2 separate regions of the Danio rerio genome follow, and region 2 is linked to region 1. The links are chromatin contacts, called in public HiChIP or PLAC-seq maps. All regions are on one chromosome and are shown on one strand. Each heading gives the region's core, a stretch centred on a gene start, on an enhancer-like site or on the middle of the called end of the contact. The rest is flanking DNA. Distances are from core to core; before and after follow the strand shown.

Region 1 (4,280 bases), core at 593-3,092:
ACACATCCACTCCAAAACAAACTCTTCTTTATTCAGTCTGACTAAAAAGAAAAATAATGTAATCCATTGTTGTGGCCAAAAGATGGCGCAGTCGCTCAATCAGAAAACTAATGTCAATTTGTCAGGAATCTATAGTGAACAACATTGATACAAGAACAACATTGATTTGTACTGAAAAATACTGATATTATGAGTTTCCAGTGACCTGAAATAATCTACATTCAGTCAAATGACTGAAACAGAAGTCCCTCTTCTGTGACTAAAGACCCTACTTTATCATTTACTCAACTTTATCTTAGTTTTTCTGTGTCAGTAAACACTCCATGTTTATAAGAAAACAGTGCAATCCGCATTTTTTTTTACAAACACTCCATTACAAGGACTCAATATTAATAATAATAATAATAATAATAATATTTTTTAAAAACTGCTAAACTAACTTAAACATGTCATCCATTGCAGATTTCTGGTGATTTAATGTGCTTCATTTATTCTAATTTGTAAGTCGCTTTGGATAAAATATTCTCCTGAATGAATAAATATAGGCGTAACAGTGGTGCAGTGGGTAGCACGATCCCCTCACATCAAGAAGGTCGCTGGTTCGAGCCCTTTAATAGTTCTTTTTATATCCTCATAACTAGTTTTTCCACTTTCTTTTTATAATAGTCATGTTGTTTTGTTTCATTCTTTTGTTTTCTTTTGGGCTTAGTCCCTTTATTAATCATGGGATTCCATCGAGGAATGAACCACCAACATATCCAGAACATGTTTTTACACACTGGATGCCTTTCCAGCTGCAGCCCATCACTGGGAAACATCCATACACACTCATTCACACACTACCCAATTCACCTGTACTGCATGTCTTTGCACTTGTGGGGGAAAAGCACCCACCCAGAGAAAACCTACGCGAACACGGGTAGAACATACAAACTCCACACAGAAATGCCAACTGACCCAGCCGAGGCTCAAATCAGTGACCTTCAGGTTGTGAGGCAACAGTGCTACCCACTGCGCCACCACACCGCCCTTGTTTAGTTTTATATTCACAATATAGTAATGCCAGTCAAACATTTAATGTTTGTTCATGTGTTACAATGACTTCAAAACTTTTTTGCTATAAAGTTGACTTTAAAACTAAAATTTAAGGCAACAAACTTCAGGACATTTTTGAGAACGTAAATCTAGTCAAGTGCAGTTATTGGGTTGAAAGTTGAGTCAACTCAAAAATGTCCAGATGTTTGTTAACTTAAAATTATACGTTGAGACAACTTTTTACTGTAGCTGAACATGTATTAGGCCTATGTAGTTATGTATTTTAATCCATTTTAATTTAATTAATTTCATTTAACAATGACTTTAATGAATTTAACAATAATTATTTTCTTTATCAACACAACGCAATGTTTAATGCAAATCATTATGCTGACAACAATGCATAAATATTATTTTTTCTCTTTGTTGTTTTAATAACAATAATCTCAAATATATGATTAGAAATGATCGAAAAGATAACATTACTTAAAATGTGCATTGTAACAGATTACATAACTGGCTACATGTATCATCATGCTGTTTGTAATCCGAAACTAACGACCATTTTTTCAGTAACCGCACCAGCACTTTTCAGAAGCACTCAATTTCTCCCGGATTGAGCTGCACTGCCGTACAGTGTCCAGCAGGAGGAGTGGTCCGCTTTTATTATGGCCAGACTTGTTTGTCAGTCGACGAGTCTGTTACTTGAATGAATGAACAGTGTCTTTAGGACCATGGGGGAAGGGTGTGCATAAGTGTGTGTGACTGTGTATGTGTGTGTGAGCGTCCGCCGCAGCCCTGCCCAGCCTATTCTTTCTCCTGACGTCCTTCCTTGATGCCAGTGTCACACGCTGCTGGGGATGAACATTTTACAGCCACTGTACAGTTTTTATAAGCTAAGCTATACCGTCTGGGAGCATTGACAGACGGACTGCCTCTGCGAAAAGGATATTGCCCACCGGTGCCTGTCGGGACGGGAGTGCACTCGACATACGCTTAACAGTTTGCATTTCGTACTGTATCCGCCGATGTTTATTTATTAATATATTGTTTTCCTGGAAATGTGCACAGATGAGTCTTTGAAGGGGACACCGCGTCCGTGGGAGTGGTTTATTTTCTTCTGGACAACCCAGACTCTTTGAAAAAATGGGTCTGTTTTCATCTGTTTGATGCTGCGGTAGCTCTGTTTTTCCTATTCTGTTCTGCTTTTGTTTTCTTTCGTTGTGTCTCGTGATCTACAGTCGACTCAACATACAAAAAACTCGCTGGTATGGGACATTTTTGTTTAGCTCAGGACAAAATGATCTATTGTTCCGGCTAGCCGAACCACCACAGACATGAGCATCATAGTATAGCCTTTTTATCTTTGTTCTCATCCCATCAGTATTGTGCATAGCATCCAGCAGACTTGGGCGAAAATGAGGATTGTTTAAGAGGGAAAACACTATAGTGGTGGTCGGAGAGGGCAGCGATAGCCTCTCGATACTGGCTCGGCTGCGGACCGGGTCTGATTCAATTAGCAACTGTACGCGGAGCCCTGCAAATAAAGGCAGCGTTGCTGAAAGCTGAAGCTCAGGGACGATGTCTTCTCGCGCAGCGCTGCAGCCGGGGAACGACAGGAATGCAGACCACGTAAGTGTAAAGCTTTCTTACGTCATTTAGTTCCACTTGACAAACGAACCATTAGAACGTTTGTCGTCAAAAGTGGAGAAGGGAAGTGATGAGGCTCGCTTTTCCAAACATCAGAACAGAAAGGAGAATTCGACTTCTCTTTTACGTCATCAATTAATATTTACGACATCCTGGCAATTAATGTTGTTGTTTTTTTTTTGTATTAATGTTGAAATGCAAGAGTGTGTGTTTGAGTTTTTCGTGTTGTAGTTCAGTTTGTTGTTCATACACACTTAAAGGTATATATTTGTTTCCTTGTTTAAACTAGTTACCTTTTTAAAATGAGCTAAAACAACACAATTCTTGAGATTTCATAGGGACAACTTAATTGTTTATGTTCAATCCACATAAATTTGTTTAAAGTGTTAAGTTCACTTAATTTGTGTTGAGACAACATGAATGAATTGTGTGGAACCCTGCCTTCTTTTTACAGTGCAGGTTAAAATATATTTCCGGAAAAACAAAGCAGACATGTCGGCTACATTGTATTTATGCTAAACAATAGCTGCTAAAGTTAATGTACAATTTCTCACTGAAAAACACAAAACCCTCATAATTATATGTGGGGGAATATGTATAATGTATGCACCAATTAACTAAACAAAACGAAAATTTGTTCCCTCCTTACGAATATAACCATGGTTGTACTACAAATCAAACAAAAATTGTAGTCAACCCACTGTAACCACAAATTAACCATGTTTTGTTATACTAATCTTAGTTTAACATTAATTTAGCTAGTTTTATAATTATTAAACCGGGTTTTTTGTATTATAGGCCTAAAACTTCTTCATTTTCTTGTTCAGAATGAAGTGTATTCGATGAATTATGACATCATCTTTCCAACCATATTTTCATCTTATCCTTATGTTGTAAAATTATTATTAAAAGTAGCCATACATGGTTTTATAATAGTAACAGTGTAACAATTTTTTGTTATTATTCTTATTAGTGCAAAAATAACGGTGTGGCTATGGTAACTTCTAAAACTTGCATTTTTGAGTTTTGATTTATTTTTTTTTTTTTGTAGGCCTAGTAAACCATCATTAATGTTGGCAATAATATGCTCTCAGTCTCAATATAATCATTTTACTAAATCATGGCCATGTTGTAATAATTTGTTCTCTGTTAAATCAAAATGAGGGAGCAAATTAGTTTGACATGGGTGCGATCTTCTTTAATGAGTAAACAGATTAACTTTTAGTAAAGATTTATTATAGTTCTTGGCCACAATTTTATTCAAATGGGTGAATGAAACAGTAAATAATAGAGTTTACCAAATCAAATATGTTTCTTCAATAAACATGCAGTTTTTTTTTTTTTTTGCAATTTTTGCAATTTTTGATAATCATTCTGTTTGTAGCATTTCTGTTTTTTGACAGTTAACATATTTTTATCAGCCCATTGATCAATAAATCGATTCACTCAAAAAGTATAAATTCACTTCGGCTTTTGGTTAATTACGAACTGGACATGTCTGAAAGAGTTCTTGATTTTCAAAAACCTAATATAATAATAAGTGTATAAGTTGTACCGACTTTGTGTGAATCAGTTCAATCAATTCACCAAAGAGA
Region 2 (4,691 bases), core at 1,357-3,856, 95 kb after region 1:
GGACAGCATGCCAAGCCCGCTAACATCATCAAGCATTATGTAATTGTGAACTCATGAAAACAAAGATAGTTGCATAATTTTTTGGAGGGTTTATAATTAGCGTTTTTGTATTTATGAAATAAAATAATGCAAAATAATACTTTTTTGGTAGTTCTAGTGTAAATATACACTGGATCTATTTGCATTTCTGTGTCTGTGTGTCTAAATGTTCAAATATTTCAAATGTGTTTCTTTACAGTTTGTATTTTTATTTATTATGATTAAGTTGTCTTTGTACCAGCAATTTGTTTTAATTGTGTTTTAGGTTCAAATATATTGTTTATGATTTGCAAAATATACTGAAATATCTTATAATACAATGGAGCATAATGTGGCTTCATAATCACAAGAAATGACAAATGATGCTTAAAAAAATATCAATATGTATCAATCCACAAAAACTGTTATTACCGTACGTGTTCACAGATTTGTCCAGAAGTACAAAAAAGGGGACTATTTAGACTTAAGACAAAGGTTGATTGTTACATGGGGCCGTTTATTAAACTTTGTACAACCAAAAAAGTTTAGGTGAATACAACACAGCTAGGGGTTTCTAGCTATGTGGATGTTTGATCCCAGGATGTTACAGGAGGAACAGCAAGATAAGAAGAAAAAGTGCTGGAAAAAGAAGACGACAGGAAAGAAAGGAAGGAGAAAAAAAAAGTAGGACAAAAGGAAGCAGGGTGGAGTGTCTTTTGGAAAAGTCATGATGGCACGACTGCATGAACAAATAAAAAAAAGAAACACTTTTGGCAGTTTACTTCTGGGCAGGGATCATGTCATCGATGGACTCGCCCTTCTCCAGTTTCTTTTCCATTTCAACCATGAGTTTCACACCATCGACCACCAGCTGCACCTGCTGCACCTCAGAGGAGCCCAGACGGTCAGCGTTTGAGATGTCGAACACACCACCGACGGAGGCTGTGTCCACACCACCTGGATAAGAGAAGTAAGGAGAGTTGCTCAAACTAACGATCACAGTCTAACACTTAACAATTATACCTACAGTTAGAACAAATTCAAGCTCACCTGTGCCACGCTTCTGAAGACGCAGTCTGGTCAGGATCTCCTCAAATTTGGCATGTGTGCTGAGTTTGGGCAGCTTGACGTGGACACCACCGCGCAGACCGGTACCCAAGTTAGAGGGGCAGGTCAAGATGAAACCAAGATGCTCGTTCCACATGAAACCGTGGTTGTGCTTCTTGAAAACATCCTCAATCTGCAAGATGCAACAAGCTGTTTAACTTCTGGAGTTACCAAAAATGTTAAAGTACTGACTGAATTGGTGGTAAATAAAGGGATTTACCTTCTGCAGGCCAACGCAGAACCTCTTGAAGACCTCCTTCATGTTGCCACCCTTCTGCATAGAGATGACACGGAGGTGATCCTCCTCGTTCACCCACACAAGGAAGGTCTTGTTGTCGTTGTGCCAGATACCTCTACCGTCAGGCCAGTCACGGGCCATGCCAGCAGCCAACAGCAGGGGGGACACAGGCTTGTCAAACAGGAAGTGGTCAGCAATGAGCTGCTCCTGCTCCTTGTCAGTCATGTCCTTCAGTGGGTAGTACTTGCCCTTGAACTCACCATCCAGGCTGTTCAGAGCTGTGAGAGGACCATAGTGAATGTCAGTATCATCTTGCATGTTGTGTGGATATCGAGACAACATAAGGCTGATACATACCCTCAATGGACAGCTTCTCCACAGCTCTGCGCTCACCACGGCTGTTGTGAGGAGGCAGGGTGAATCCCTTGATGCTGCGGCCGGTACGTACGCGGCTGCTCAGAACGTAGTTGGGGTCAAGATCATCACCACCCTGTGCACAGGTAGACATCAGCCAGTGTAGAGCAAAACAGCTGTCATTGTACAGAACTTTAGCATACCTTCAGGTTCTCCCAGTTCAGATCAGTAAGATGCTTGTCGGTGGGCTTATAGCCACCATGACGGTCAGAAATGACGGGGTCGAACAACTCCTTGAAGGCTTCATAGGACTCCTCATCCCCAGCCACACAGCCGACAGTCATGATGAAGGGGTGACCTTGTATTAGAAACAAAGAGCAGTACTTCATATATCATTGCTTGAGCTATCTTAAGAGACTTGTATGGGAGATTGTAATCAAGTGTTCTGGGGCCTAATGGTGAGAGATGGACTTGTGATCCCAAGGTCGCAGGTTCAAGTCTTGGGACCAGCAATGATTGTAGGTGAGCAAAGTGAATATCCAGCACTCTCACCACCCTCAAAACCATGGCTAAGGTGATTCCCTAAGGTGAACAGCTATTTACCAGCCCACAGTCATGTCTACTGTTCATGTGTGTGAGTCACTTTGGATAAAATTGTCTGTTAAATGCTTAAATGTAGTGCTTACCAGGGTTGTCCACACCAGTCTGGATGCAGTCATCAAGGGTGAATCCACTGGGGGTTGACTTGCTCCTGAGCTTGTTGTAGATGTCCTTGGTGAGGACCTTGGACATATGGTTGTTGTGCTGGGAGAGGTCAGGAAACTCCTCATCCACAGCAAACTTCATCTTGTAATCGTTGTTGCAGTTCTTAGTCATGATTGCACTTTTCCGGCAATCTACCAAAAGACAAAGGAAGGCAAGTTAGGACAGGATCTAGAGAAAAGTCTGAAAGTCTTTCTGGCAAGGCCATTTTCAGACTGGACAACCAGGAATATTGTCCTAGGCCTACCAAGGTCCTTTATGGTGTAGCCTAAACTTTTGAGGAAAGAAGGGGAACCAACTGCACCGTTCTTTTTTATTTTTATGACAACCAATCGTTGTTAGTCAGGAATAAGCAGCAATAGTGTCCAGAATAAGATGCCAGACAAGGTTAGTACATACGATATTTTGTCCCAAGTAAACTTCAGTCTCTTAGTAACAGAACATGTTCCCCTGTCTATGCGGCACCTCATATTTCTACATGGAGTGGTTGCTGCATTGCTTGCATGCTTATATGCATCAGACAGCAGATGATATTTTTAGCGTAGCTGCCAAACTCACTCCTGTCACTTACAGCAAACAGCATATTGACCTCTCTCATTTCTGCAGGGGTGGAGTTTCCACAATCGCCCCATAGTTAGTTTTAAATCCACATCAATTTTGCTTTTATGAAAATTACTATTTAAATAATTGAGGTGTAATATCTTTTTTCAGGAGTAATAAACAGCTTTGTGCATACAGTTCCAGAGAAAAATAATCCAATGTCTGAGGCCTTATAAATAGTCTTATAGTCTGTAAAATTCATTAGCCGTAAATCCTATCACACATGACATGACCTTGCACCGAAGCAGGTGTCAAGCCTCCTACCAAAGATGACAAATCTACTTTAGACTGCACTCTTAGATTTCTCATGCATTATAACTTTAAAAAAAAAAAAAAAAAAATCAGACAAGGACAGTCTACATATCTAGCATGAATTAAGCAGTTTTTAATATTTATTAATGATAAATATATACTCTAGAAAATAAGATAAACCACAAGAGTTCAGGCTTGTATGATGTTTTCAATCATTAACACAATTATAGTGTGACTAAATTGAGTGGGGAATACGTAGGTTCAACCAAACTGAAACTCCTATAGAAAATGTCCTTTTTGCTGAAGAATTTCATGTTTCATCAAGTACCCCTTATTACCACCCTTGTAAAATCTCTTGAGTTTACCTGTATGGGAGAAAAGGTAACAGTCCTTGGGATCAGATCCTGTTCACCAAGCCAATGTAGGGGTTGCCCAACTTTGCAAGACGTCAGACCTTGGTTTATATACTTCAATGTTTGCTGCCCATTGGTTGTCCCGCTCCTGCATGCTTGAACTTCATTGGATAGCTGCACTTCTTGATGGGGGTTTCAGGTTCTAAAAGGAAAGAAGCTACATCACAACACCCGAGAAGGGGAGACAGCTGTCCCCACCCCACGGTAACCTATTCCTCTGTGCTCAGTTATGAAATAAACTGTAGGCACTGCTGAAGGTTCATTTCCTCATTTCAATCAACTGTATTGGTTATTGATTTAATCATACTGTTGGGTTGTGCACATTGCAATTTTTTTGTCAATATTCTGAAGGAAACTGAAAAAGATAAAAAAAATTTAAGTAAAATGAATCAAGATATTCTAAAGTTCTTTTGAATGCATGAGTTAAAATAGAGATTGAAATCCCTACTTTTAATATTACAAAATATTGTTTACTTGTGTAGTAGTTTGTATGAATGACATTCCTTACTCATCTCCCTTGAAAGACATACAATGCTTTCAAGAGTAGGCATCGTGTCCCTTGATATGAAGACACTTTGTACTGTACCAAAGTGTTCTCAGTGTCCAGTTGGTGAGCTCTGCTGTGTAAAATCGTTACATATACAATCCGTGACTATGGCAACATTTCAAAGATTTATTTATTGGACCTTAGAGAATATGTGAATATATGATACTTGCGTGGTTTGATTTCCCTCATCTGGTTGGTAGCATATGATATTATGCGATCCTGTGCCTACCTTTTTTTAGCTGGTCTGATTGAGCAATGTCAAAGGTTCAGCAATTAAAATTCATTTCATTTCAAGAGGCAAATATTTGCTTAGGTCTGGATAGCACTCATTTGGATTTTTTTTTCTGGATCACTTGATGTGAAGCAATGACTTATCAGTCAGTCTGTAACCAGTGTCCTG

Evidence for each region. HiChIP or PLAC-seq counts read pairs in DNA pulled down with a chosen protein or histone mark.
Region 2: a contact with region 1 is called in an H3K4me3 HiChIP or PLAC-seq map of gastrula embryo, with 5 times the contacts expected there. The contact joins the promoter of ckmb here to the promoter of mark4b in region 1. A contact is called at or near these places in 6 of 18 Hi-C or Micro-C datasets (caudal fin, embryo and hematopoietic stem cells) and 4 of 4 datasets of contacts at active chromatin or transcription factors (caudal fin, embryo, gastrula embryo and 1 more).

Annotation. Positions count from the first base shown.
Region 1 is chr15:26,016,068-26,020,347 of GRCz12tu, forward strand. mark4b (MAP/microtubule affinity-regulating kinase 4b) reads left to right here and starts at 1,843. Exons shown (of 18, transcript XR_012390840.1): 1 at 1,843-2,667. It overlaps si:dkey-182i3.11, which reads right to left and starts at 49. Exons shown (of 2, transcript XM_073923695.1): 1 at 1-49.
Region 2 is chr15:26,110,017-26,114,707 of GRCz12tu, forward strand. It overlaps ckmb (creatine kinase, muscle b), which reads right to left and starts at 2,607. Exons shown (of 6, transcript NM_001105683.1): 1 at 2,404-2,607; 2 at 1,921-2,075; 3 at 1,721-1,853; 4 at 1,346-1,641; 5 at 1,069-1,258; 6 at 519-975. The coding sequence starts at 2,593. The coding sequence ends at 797.